Regions from separate parts of the Rattus norvegicus genome. Here regions 1 and 2 are each linked to region 3. Evidence: chromatin contacts called from public Hi-C data. All regions are on one chromosome and are shown on one strand. Each heading gives the region's core, a stretch centred on a gene start, on an enhancer-like site or on the middle of the called end of the contact. The rest is flanking DNA. Distances are from core to core; before and after follow the strand shown. Region 1 holds the start of Lyrm2 (LYR motif containing 2). Region 2 holds the start of Ube2j1 (ubiquitin-conjugating enzyme E2, J1). Region 3 holds the start of Rngtt (RNA guanylyltransferase and 5'-phosphatase).

The links. A called contact is a pair of places that touch in the nucleus more often than the background predicts.
Region 1: a Hi-C map of liver shows a contact between it and region 3, with 3 times the contacts expected there. The contact joins the promoter of Lyrm2 here to the promoter of Rngtt in region 3. A contact is called at or near these places in 4 of 12 Hi-C or Micro-C datasets (kidney, liver, mammary epithelial cells and 1 more).
Region 2: a contact with region 3 is called in a Hi-C map of liver, with 5 times the contacts expected there. The contact joins the promoter of Ube2j1 here to the promoter of Rngtt in region 3. A contact is called at or near these places in 11 of 12 Hi-C or Micro-C datasets (the A7r5 cell line, the Rat2 cell line, Schwann cells and 6 more) and 1 of 1 datasets of contacts at active chromatin or transcription factors (oligodendrocytes).

What each region holds. Positions count from the first base shown.
Region 1 is chr5:51,993,069-51,995,796 of GRCr8, forward strand. It overlaps Lyrm2 (LYR motif containing 2), which reads left to right and starts at 1,472. Exons shown (of 3, transcript NM_001126096.1): 1 at 1,472-1,532; 2 at 1,888-2,028; 3 at 2,401-2,728. The coding sequence starts at 1,488. The coding sequence ends at 2,481.
Region 2 is chr5:52,217,435-52,220,372 of GRCr8, forward strand. Ube2j1 (ubiquitin-conjugating enzyme E2, J1) reads left to right here and starts at 1,373. Exons shown (of 8, transcript NM_001106642.2): 1 at 1,373-1,601. The coding sequence starts at 1,571. LOC108350947 (a long non-coding RNA gene) reads right to left here and starts at 919. Exons shown (of 2, transcript XR_001837925.3): 1 at 779-919.
Region 3 is chr5:52,501,946-52,504,731 of GRCr8, forward strand. It overlaps Rngtt (RNA guanylyltransferase and 5'-phosphatase), which reads left to right and starts at 1,390. Exons shown (of 16, transcript NM_001107923.2): 1 at 1,390-1,564. The coding sequence starts at 1,501. LOC108350948 (a long non-coding RNA gene) reads right to left here and starts at 1,371. Exons shown (of 4, transcript XR_010066498.1): 1 at 1,062-1,371.

The sequences.
Region 1 (2,728 bases), core at 222-2,721, 510 kb before region 3:
ACTAATTCAGAATTCTTATAAATATCCCCAGGTGATGTGGAAACAGCTCAGTGCTTTTCCAAGAGTCACAGAAAATAGTAATAAAATATATCCTAACGAGAAACTACTGGATCTGCCAGAAAAACAACAAAAAGGCGAAATTTATAACTCGATGCTTATCCAAGATAAAATAAGACTGATCAGATTACTCAGATCCAAAAGAAATGACCAGAGAAAGTCATGAACTACCTAATAAATGATCTTGAAGTTTTAATCTACTGGCTGAAAAAGAGCTTAGATCCATATTGTGCCATATGAAGATAACTTTTAGGTGGAGTAAATGTAACACTGATCAGAGAAGTTTACAACAAGCTTACAACAAGTTTACAATAGCTGTGAGTAGAAGATAAAATTGTAAAGTCTGAAAGGAAACAAATATGTTAATGTAAAGTTAAAGCTCTAAGTATAAAGAAGTAACCCAGGGCTGGAGAGGATGCTCAGCCAATAAGAAAATTATCCAAGGGGGCTGGAGAGATGGCTCAGTGGTTAAGAGCACTGACTGCTCTTCCAGAGGTCCTGAGTTCAATTCCCAGCAACCACATGGTGGCTCACAACCATCTGTAATGAGATCTGATGCCCTCTTCTGGTGTGTCTGAAGACAGCTACGGTGTACTTATATATAATAAATAAATCTTTAAGAGAGAGAGAGAAAATTATCCAAGGGTCACTGAAATGGCTCAGTAAAGGTGCTTTGCCCCCAAACCTCATACAGGTTTGATCCTCAAGGTCCCATATTAGAGAAAAATTGAAAAAAACACATGAGAAGCATCACTCATAATGCCTGAGAAACTAAACACCGAGAATTAAGAATCATATGCGTCTGGAACTGTTCTGAGCAGTTACATATAGATACACTTGCGAGGGAGAGGCCGTTTCACGGTACAGTTCAGAGATGAAACCATAGCGGGGAGTAGACACAGCTGGAAAGGTTAGATCACTTAGATCACAAGTGAAGCCATCAGATGCTCAGTACTGCATAGCTGGACAAATAATCCGGCAGAGATTCAATAACCTGATTTCTGAGTATGTGGTGTGGGGGACAAAAATCAAACAAGCGGGAAGCCTCATGAGTAGGGAAAATGCACGGAGCCGGAACAATCAATCGATCGAGGTGACCTGCTTTCTGTAGGATAAAGTTTAGAGAAAAAGAAAAGCTTTCAGGATGTAAATTGAATTTGCTAGTATAATGTCGGTCATTCGATTATACACATCAAGGTGCTCAAAAAAAAAAAAAAAAGCGCATAATTTCTCTCCTCCAGTCAAACGATTAAACTTCCGGATGACGAGTTCCTCCCGGCTTTCTGGGAAAAACAGAGCTAACAGCGGAAACCCGAGACTCGGGCGTCCGTCTCCTAGAAACCAGGTTCGCCCTTCCCCGACTTCCGCTTCCGTGTCCAGGTGCTCGAGGTTCACTTCCGCCCTTGTGCCCAGCGGCTTCCGTAGGCAACATGGCGGCCTCCCGCCTGCCACCTGCGACCCTGACACTGAAGCAGGTACGGCGGTTCTCTCAGCCCCGCGGGTCCCGGGTGCCCGCCTTGAGCAGGCCTACGTAGTCCTGACCGCGTCGGTTTAGACCGTGGCTGGCGGTGCCGCGGAGGGAGCTCCGCCCGTGAAGGGATGTCTTCTCTGAGGTCTTTTGAAGCACTCTCCCTGTGATCTGGCTCCCCACAGAACCGAGGGCGGGGGTGATAGGTGTACCCTACTCACGCAAACCGCCGGCAAGATCTTTGAGTTTTGTCTTGTTCTGTTTGAGATTGAGGACCAAAGGGACATTTCTGCTTACAGTTCTCTTGGCTGAGGTGGAGCCAGCGGCTGTGTATTAATTTGTATTTTTCCTTCCCCGAGCAGTTCATGAGAAGGCAACAAGTTCTCCTCCTCTACAGAAAGATTTTGCGAGCGATTAAGCAAATTCCAAGTGATTCTGACCGGAAATACCTTCAGGATTGGGCCAGGGAAGAATTTAAAAGAAACAAAAGTGCCACCGAGGAGGTGAGAGCAAGACCATGGTGGGGCCACGGCTCCTTTGTCCCGTTGTGTTACTGAGCTTGTCAAGTTTAGCGAACATCTTTGGAATGTGCCACTAAGGTGGCTCATTTTGATCAGTGCTGAGTTCCTACTGGATATTTTACATTTGTTTTGCAACAGCATCTGGCTTTGTACTGTGTAGCCTTGCATCCGACTTTGCACTTTTTTGCTGGGGGTTCTTTTGGTGAAGGGATCGTAGTGCCTTGGGCGTGGTAAGCCCGCAGCTACCGCCTGTAACCAGCCATGGTTGGTTCTTGAATGTAGAAGGTACAGTAAAAGAACTTTTTCGTGGTTAACCTGGTAAAACAATGACTAGGATATTCGTTTCCTCCACAGGATACAATCCGAATGATGATTACCCAAGGCAACATGCAGCTAAAGGAATTAGAGAGGACACTTGCTTTAGCCAAATCTTAACTGGAAGATTCTCAGACCTCCATGTGTTTGCAGATGCTTAGAGCCACTGTCACAAAGCACCCACGAAAAAGACTATAATCAGTCTGATCGAGAATGTAAATGAAGGTGTGTTAACATTTCCACGACAGTCCCTGGCTATAATTAAAACTCAAGCTAATGTCAAGATGAGAGCTTGGAAGCCTACATTGCCCCTCGGGAAGGTAAAATGGCAGCCACTTTGATGAGAAACAGATTATTAGTTATTAGT
Region 2 (2,938 bases), core at 123-2,622, 280 kb before region 3:
ATAGAATCTTTTTGTCTGCTATAAATTGTTACTTTCTTCTTGGAAGGAATTTGTTCTTTTGACAAACCTACATTTCTGGGAAAATTAATTTCCTTCCCGCCCAGTTAACAGTCAAGAAAGTAGCAACCTTTAAATGGCATTTACTTCCTTTTTATCCACATTTTACCCTATCTGCACACGTTTCTATTTAGAGAAAACTCAAGAGTTGGCTTTTCTCTTGCAGCGATTATAATTAAGCTTTGCCACAGCCTGTAACTCAATGCCAGATTTGATGCTGTTTTTACCTAAGGAAGAGTCCCCAAGGACAACGTGATGGTGGCTTCGAGAATAAAAGAGAAACATTCTACCTCCACTGTTTGGAGGAAGAGAAGAGCCTCATGGGAAAGGGCCCTCAGAAGCTGGTTGGTGAATGAGAATGACTACATCCCTTTGGCAGGCCTGGTTATGAGGTCAGTTGCTGAGCTGGGCAGGTTGTTGGATGTTGAATTTGAGGACTGAACACAAAGAATGAAAGCTGAATGAAACGTATTGAAGTTTGGTTTTGCTTGCTTCTCTATTCATCAGATTATCAGCTTACTGATATTCAGAAAACATCACCTTTAATGGCTTAAAAGATGCCATTTAAATCTTTTTTTACCCTCCCACTTCAGTAGGCTGGGACAAATCACTATGGCATTCACTTATAGATAATTCACTTACAAACTTGACAATATAAGATCAAACAAGATTTTTATATAACACTAATTTGTCTAATTAATCTTCATCCCACCTATATTACCTTCTGTAATCTCTATGGGTCCCTCCTTTCTTGAGACCCACTTCCTTCGTGAAGCCTTCTGAACCATCCTTTCTCTGTCCTCCACAATCCATGACCGGTCCCATTTATGTATGTGCTTTTACTAAAATTCCAGGTGACCGCCTTGCTTTTATTTCTGGAAGGTTCTGATGCACCCCGGAAGCGGTGTCTTAGTTAATCACACCGCGCAGCTAGGGGCCTCGGGTACACAAGACCACTCGGGTCCATCGCACCGAGACCATTGCGGGCTCGGAGAAGCGCCGTCACGGTGGCGGAGCCCTAGGCCGTGCTCGCCCGCCTGCCGACCGCTACGGGCTGCGCCGTTCCTCCGAGCTTTCCGCGAGCTCCTGGGGAACCCTGCAGGGCCCGCGGCTAGTCGGTCTCCCCGGCTGGGCCGAAGGGAAGACGAGGGTGCCGCCCGTGTCCTCGGGTCCCCGAGCGGGCTTCGCGGGGCCGCCGCTGCCGCTGTCGCCGAGTGAACAACCGCCACGAAGTGACTGCCACGTCAGGCCGACTTCACAGACCCGGCGCCGGCGGTGACGCAGCGGCGCGTCGGCCCGGACGTCAGCCCCGCAGGCCGTCCGCAGCCCGGCGCCCCGTTCGGCGACGCCCCGGCGCCCGGCCGGCCCTCAGGGAGGCGGACCCCGCGGCCCGCACCTCGCCCGCGGTCGGGCTGGACTGGGCGGTGTCAGCGGAGGCCCTCGTCAGGCGCGTCCGCCGCGCGACACCCGGGCAGCTGCGGCGCCGACGAGAGCGGCAGCGGGGAGGTCCGCCATGGAGACCCGCTATAACCTGAAGAGCCCGGGTGAGCCGGGTTGGGGCGGCGGGAGGGGACCCGGGACTCAGGGCGCCGCGCCTCGGCCGGCTCGTGTCCGCCGGTCCTCGCGCTGCTCCGGGCTCGCGCTTTACGCGAGGCCGCGGCCGGTCTGGGGGTGCAGGCCGCAGGGCGGGTGGCCGCTACGGATCCTCAGATCTGCTGACGCCCCTTGGCTCCTGGCCTCTTCTTCCCAGTCTCTGCGGAGTGAAGCTGGAGACAGCCAAGCCAAGGGCAGGTGTAAAGGCGATGTCGGCCGGTACTACTAAACATCCCTTGCCGGACCGCGTCCCTCATATCCCTTCCGCCTGTGCTGACGAACTTTTGTTAGGTGTTTGACTCAAATTTGAGGAAATCTGTGGTTGAAATAGCCCATTTCAGTATTTGGGGGAGGATTTATAGACATAAATGTCCTGTAGCTAAACTAGTTGAGCTGTGTACTTGAGAATTAACCACGATTTGGGGGTGGATTGCTAATGTGAATTTCTTCAGTTAATGCCCCCAGACAATCCTGGCCTCCAGTTATTTTCTGATGCATTAAGAACAATGCAAAAATTATTATCAGTTGTCTAATCTATTAAGGCAGGCGTAACACAGATTACTGGAGCCTGTAAATGTCCTTTGATAATTTGTCAGGGAAAAGTAAAACCTCCCTGTTAACTCTGAATAACAAGCCTCAGGGTATTGATGATCCTTGAACTAGAACTCTCGCCACTGATTTTCTTTCCCACACTGCTTCTTCGTTTGGACTTTAAGTCTAATATCCTTATGGGAAAGAGTTGGTATTGTGAATCTCTCTCATTTAGTCCATAGGTGACTAGATGTAGAATTAGTCGTTTTTAGCGATTTTGTTTAACGTTTGGCCAAGCCTGTGCAAGAGTTACATGGCTGAATTTTAATGGGCCATATTCTTTGTCTTCAGCCCATCACTTAAAACCTGAAGAATTAAAAAAGGTTAGAAAAAGTAGAAATGCCTAAATTTTACTATTTTGAGGCCAGAATGATTAAATTAGTTGGACTTTTGTTGTTGTTTTATTTTTTGAGATGGTTTCTCTATGTAGCTCTGGCTGTCCTGGAATTTACTCTGCAGACCAGGCTGGCCTCAAATTCCAAGATACTCCTGCCACTGCCTTCCAAGAACTGTCGTTAAAGGTGTTTGCCACCTGGCTTAATTAGTTGGACTTTAAATTGTACAGTACTTCCTTAGTCACAGGGTTGCTCCAGATCTGCAGAGGTACTTAGGCAAATGTCCAGAGAATAATGCAGTGTGAAATGTTGTCAGGGAGTTGCTCACTCTTTTTTAAAATATTTATTTATTATATATAAGT
Region 3 (2,786 bases), core at 140-2,639:
TTATGGTTGGTGGTCTCCATGAGGAACTGTATTAAAAGGGTCTCAGCATTAGGAAGGTTGAGAATCACTGACCCATTGGATCAGGAATGGCACCACCCACAGTCAAATAGTGCCTTAGTTTCAGGTTTCGTGGTTGTGAAGAGACACAATGACCAGGACAACATTTAATTGGGTCAGTTTACAGGTTCAGAGGTTCAGTCCATTATCATTAAGAAGGGAAGCATGGCGGCATCCAGAAAGCTGAGAGTTTTACATCTTGATCCAACTGCAGCTAGGAGAAGACTGACTCTGGCAGACTTGAGCCCACCCCCACAGTGACACACTTCCTCTAACAAGGCTACACCTCCTTCAACAAGAGCACACTTACTAACAGTGCCACTTTCCTTGGGCAAAGCACAGTCAAACCACTACAATTAGCAATCAAGAAAATGCCCAACAGACATGGCCACAGGTCAATTAGGTTCTCAATTGAAGTTTCCTCTTCTCAGGCATGTCAAGTTGATTACTGAAGGCATTATAAGGAAGAACCACCTTGCTCCTAGTGGCCCACAACAAAGCCCTTATAGCTCCAGCTTGTCATATGGTAGTTTAAATCTCAGGAATGGGGAGAAACACAAGGCTTCCTGGTCTATGTGACTTGGTCTATGTAGTTAGTAACCAGGGTCAATTCCTATCTTGGCCAATTACACATGATTAGTGGTTCCTTTGAGACAGAGACTTTCAAAAATCCTAAATATACATATGAGAAAGGGAGAAAAAAAAAGATGAAACCCAGCAACAGACAAAACAAGACAAACAAACAAACAAAAACCATCAAAACCACCTGCTTCAAAACTGATAATCTTAGGGCTTCTGGAATTAATTTTTGAAGTTTCATGGGTGGTCAGCAGCATGTCCCCTACTCTTCGCCAAAAAAGAAACTCCTCATTTGTAATAACCTAGACTCAGATTTTCCGGATTTTTTGATTCAGGCAAGGGAGGATACTCAAATGACAGTTTAAACCCAGAACCAGCAGAGACATCACATTTGAGCTATGACTAATGGAAAAGCAATTTTTCACCTGCGAAACACCCTTTTGAATGTAGCAGGTCAATCCACAGGTGGAAAGAAGCTTGGATTCCTTCTACTTTGGGGGTTTCTCTTGTTTAGATGGAAAAAAAACCGGGACACCAGTCGTTTGAGAACTCACAAAGGCAAAACAGAGGTGGGGCGTGGCAGAGGCCGGTGCCCAGAGATACAGGGGGCGGGGCCAGGTGGAACCGCCCCTCTAGTTCTCAGCAGCTTCCCCTCCCTCAGCGGGGCGGAGCTTCCACTTCGCCTGACCTCGGAAGAAAGGGGGCGGATCCTTTGGGGCGGAAGTCGCAGTGCATTGTGGGCTCGCTGGGAGCCGCGGAGTCGAACCTGAATGAAAGTGGCGCGCCGCTGAGGACCCGGGTGGAGCTGCTGCCGTTGGGGTCTGGGCTGGCTTGCTAAGGAGCTGTCGGCGAGGCGGCGTAGACATGGCTTACAACAAGATCCCGCCTCGGTGGCTGAACTGTCCGAGGCGCGGCCAGCCGGTGGCAGGTACCCGGGAGGGGACTACGGGAGGGTTCGAATCCCACTAAGCCGGCCTGGGGACCCGCGCGCTTGGTGGCCGCTAGTCGGGGTCCGGCAGGGCGGAGGAATGAGAACCGGAGGTGGACAAGAGGCTTCTTGGAGCTTAAAGTTTGTGAACCTTTTTGTGGTATTTTTGAGTCCAGGTCTTGCTGTCTTGGCGAGACTTGTTCTTGGAAAGAGAGTAGTATGAGCCTTGAAATTCAGAAAAGCTTAAAGCGAAGTGAGGCTGGGAAGCGGGGAATTTTTGGTTTTGTTATTAAATTGACTTTTGCGGAATGTTGCCATCTTGAGTTTGACATCTCCGAACTTCCGAGCTTCTTTCTCGAGTTTCCAGAGTACCTGGGATTATAGGCCCGTGTCACTGCTTGGCTGACAGACAATGACTTAAAAGTGTACAGTTTGATAGATTTGGACCACACGCATATATTCCAGGAATACACATGAAATAACTGAGGCACAGGTCTCTGAATTTGTGGAGACATCGCACATGGTAACCTTAAAGGACCAGACTCCACAGTTACCAGCAACAAGGTTAGAGAGCAATTAGGAACTTTGTCGGCTGGACCTAGGAGCCGAAAGCATTTTTGTGATAAAACTGAGGAAGGAATACACGAACTGCTTACATTGGATTTACTCAACTGTAGCGTAATTATCGGGCGGCTGTTTGCAAAGATCTGCTAAATCTGCTAAATCTCCATATCTAACCCAGACGTAAGCGTTTCCTCCCCCCCCCCCTCCCCCGGAGCTGAGGACCGAACCCAGGGCCTTGCGCTTGCCTAGCACTGAGCTAAATCCCCAACCCCCTTTCCCTCTTTTTAGCTGTTTGAACGCGAGGCAAAATACAATGAGCTGTGGCTCTCTGTTGAGGAGCTGGTACCCACACTCTCCTAGAAGCCCACACCCTTGCTTTCCGGTTGTCTTTATTCTGTGTCTCTCTGTTTTAGAGTAAGTCAGTTTCTGTCTGTCTCTCTATCTCTGTCTCCCCCCCCCCCCTTTCTCTCTCTCTGTCTCTGCCCCCCCCCCCCCCAAGCTGTGTTCTGTAACACAAAGCAGGACGTTTTAGAATGGAGCTTATGTGAAGATTTCAGCACATACAGAAAGAAACATCTGTGTTGTGGGTCAGGATGTGGTGGTAACTGGGTATCTTTTCTGGCATCAGCATTTGTAATTAAATTTAGGGAATCTCAGA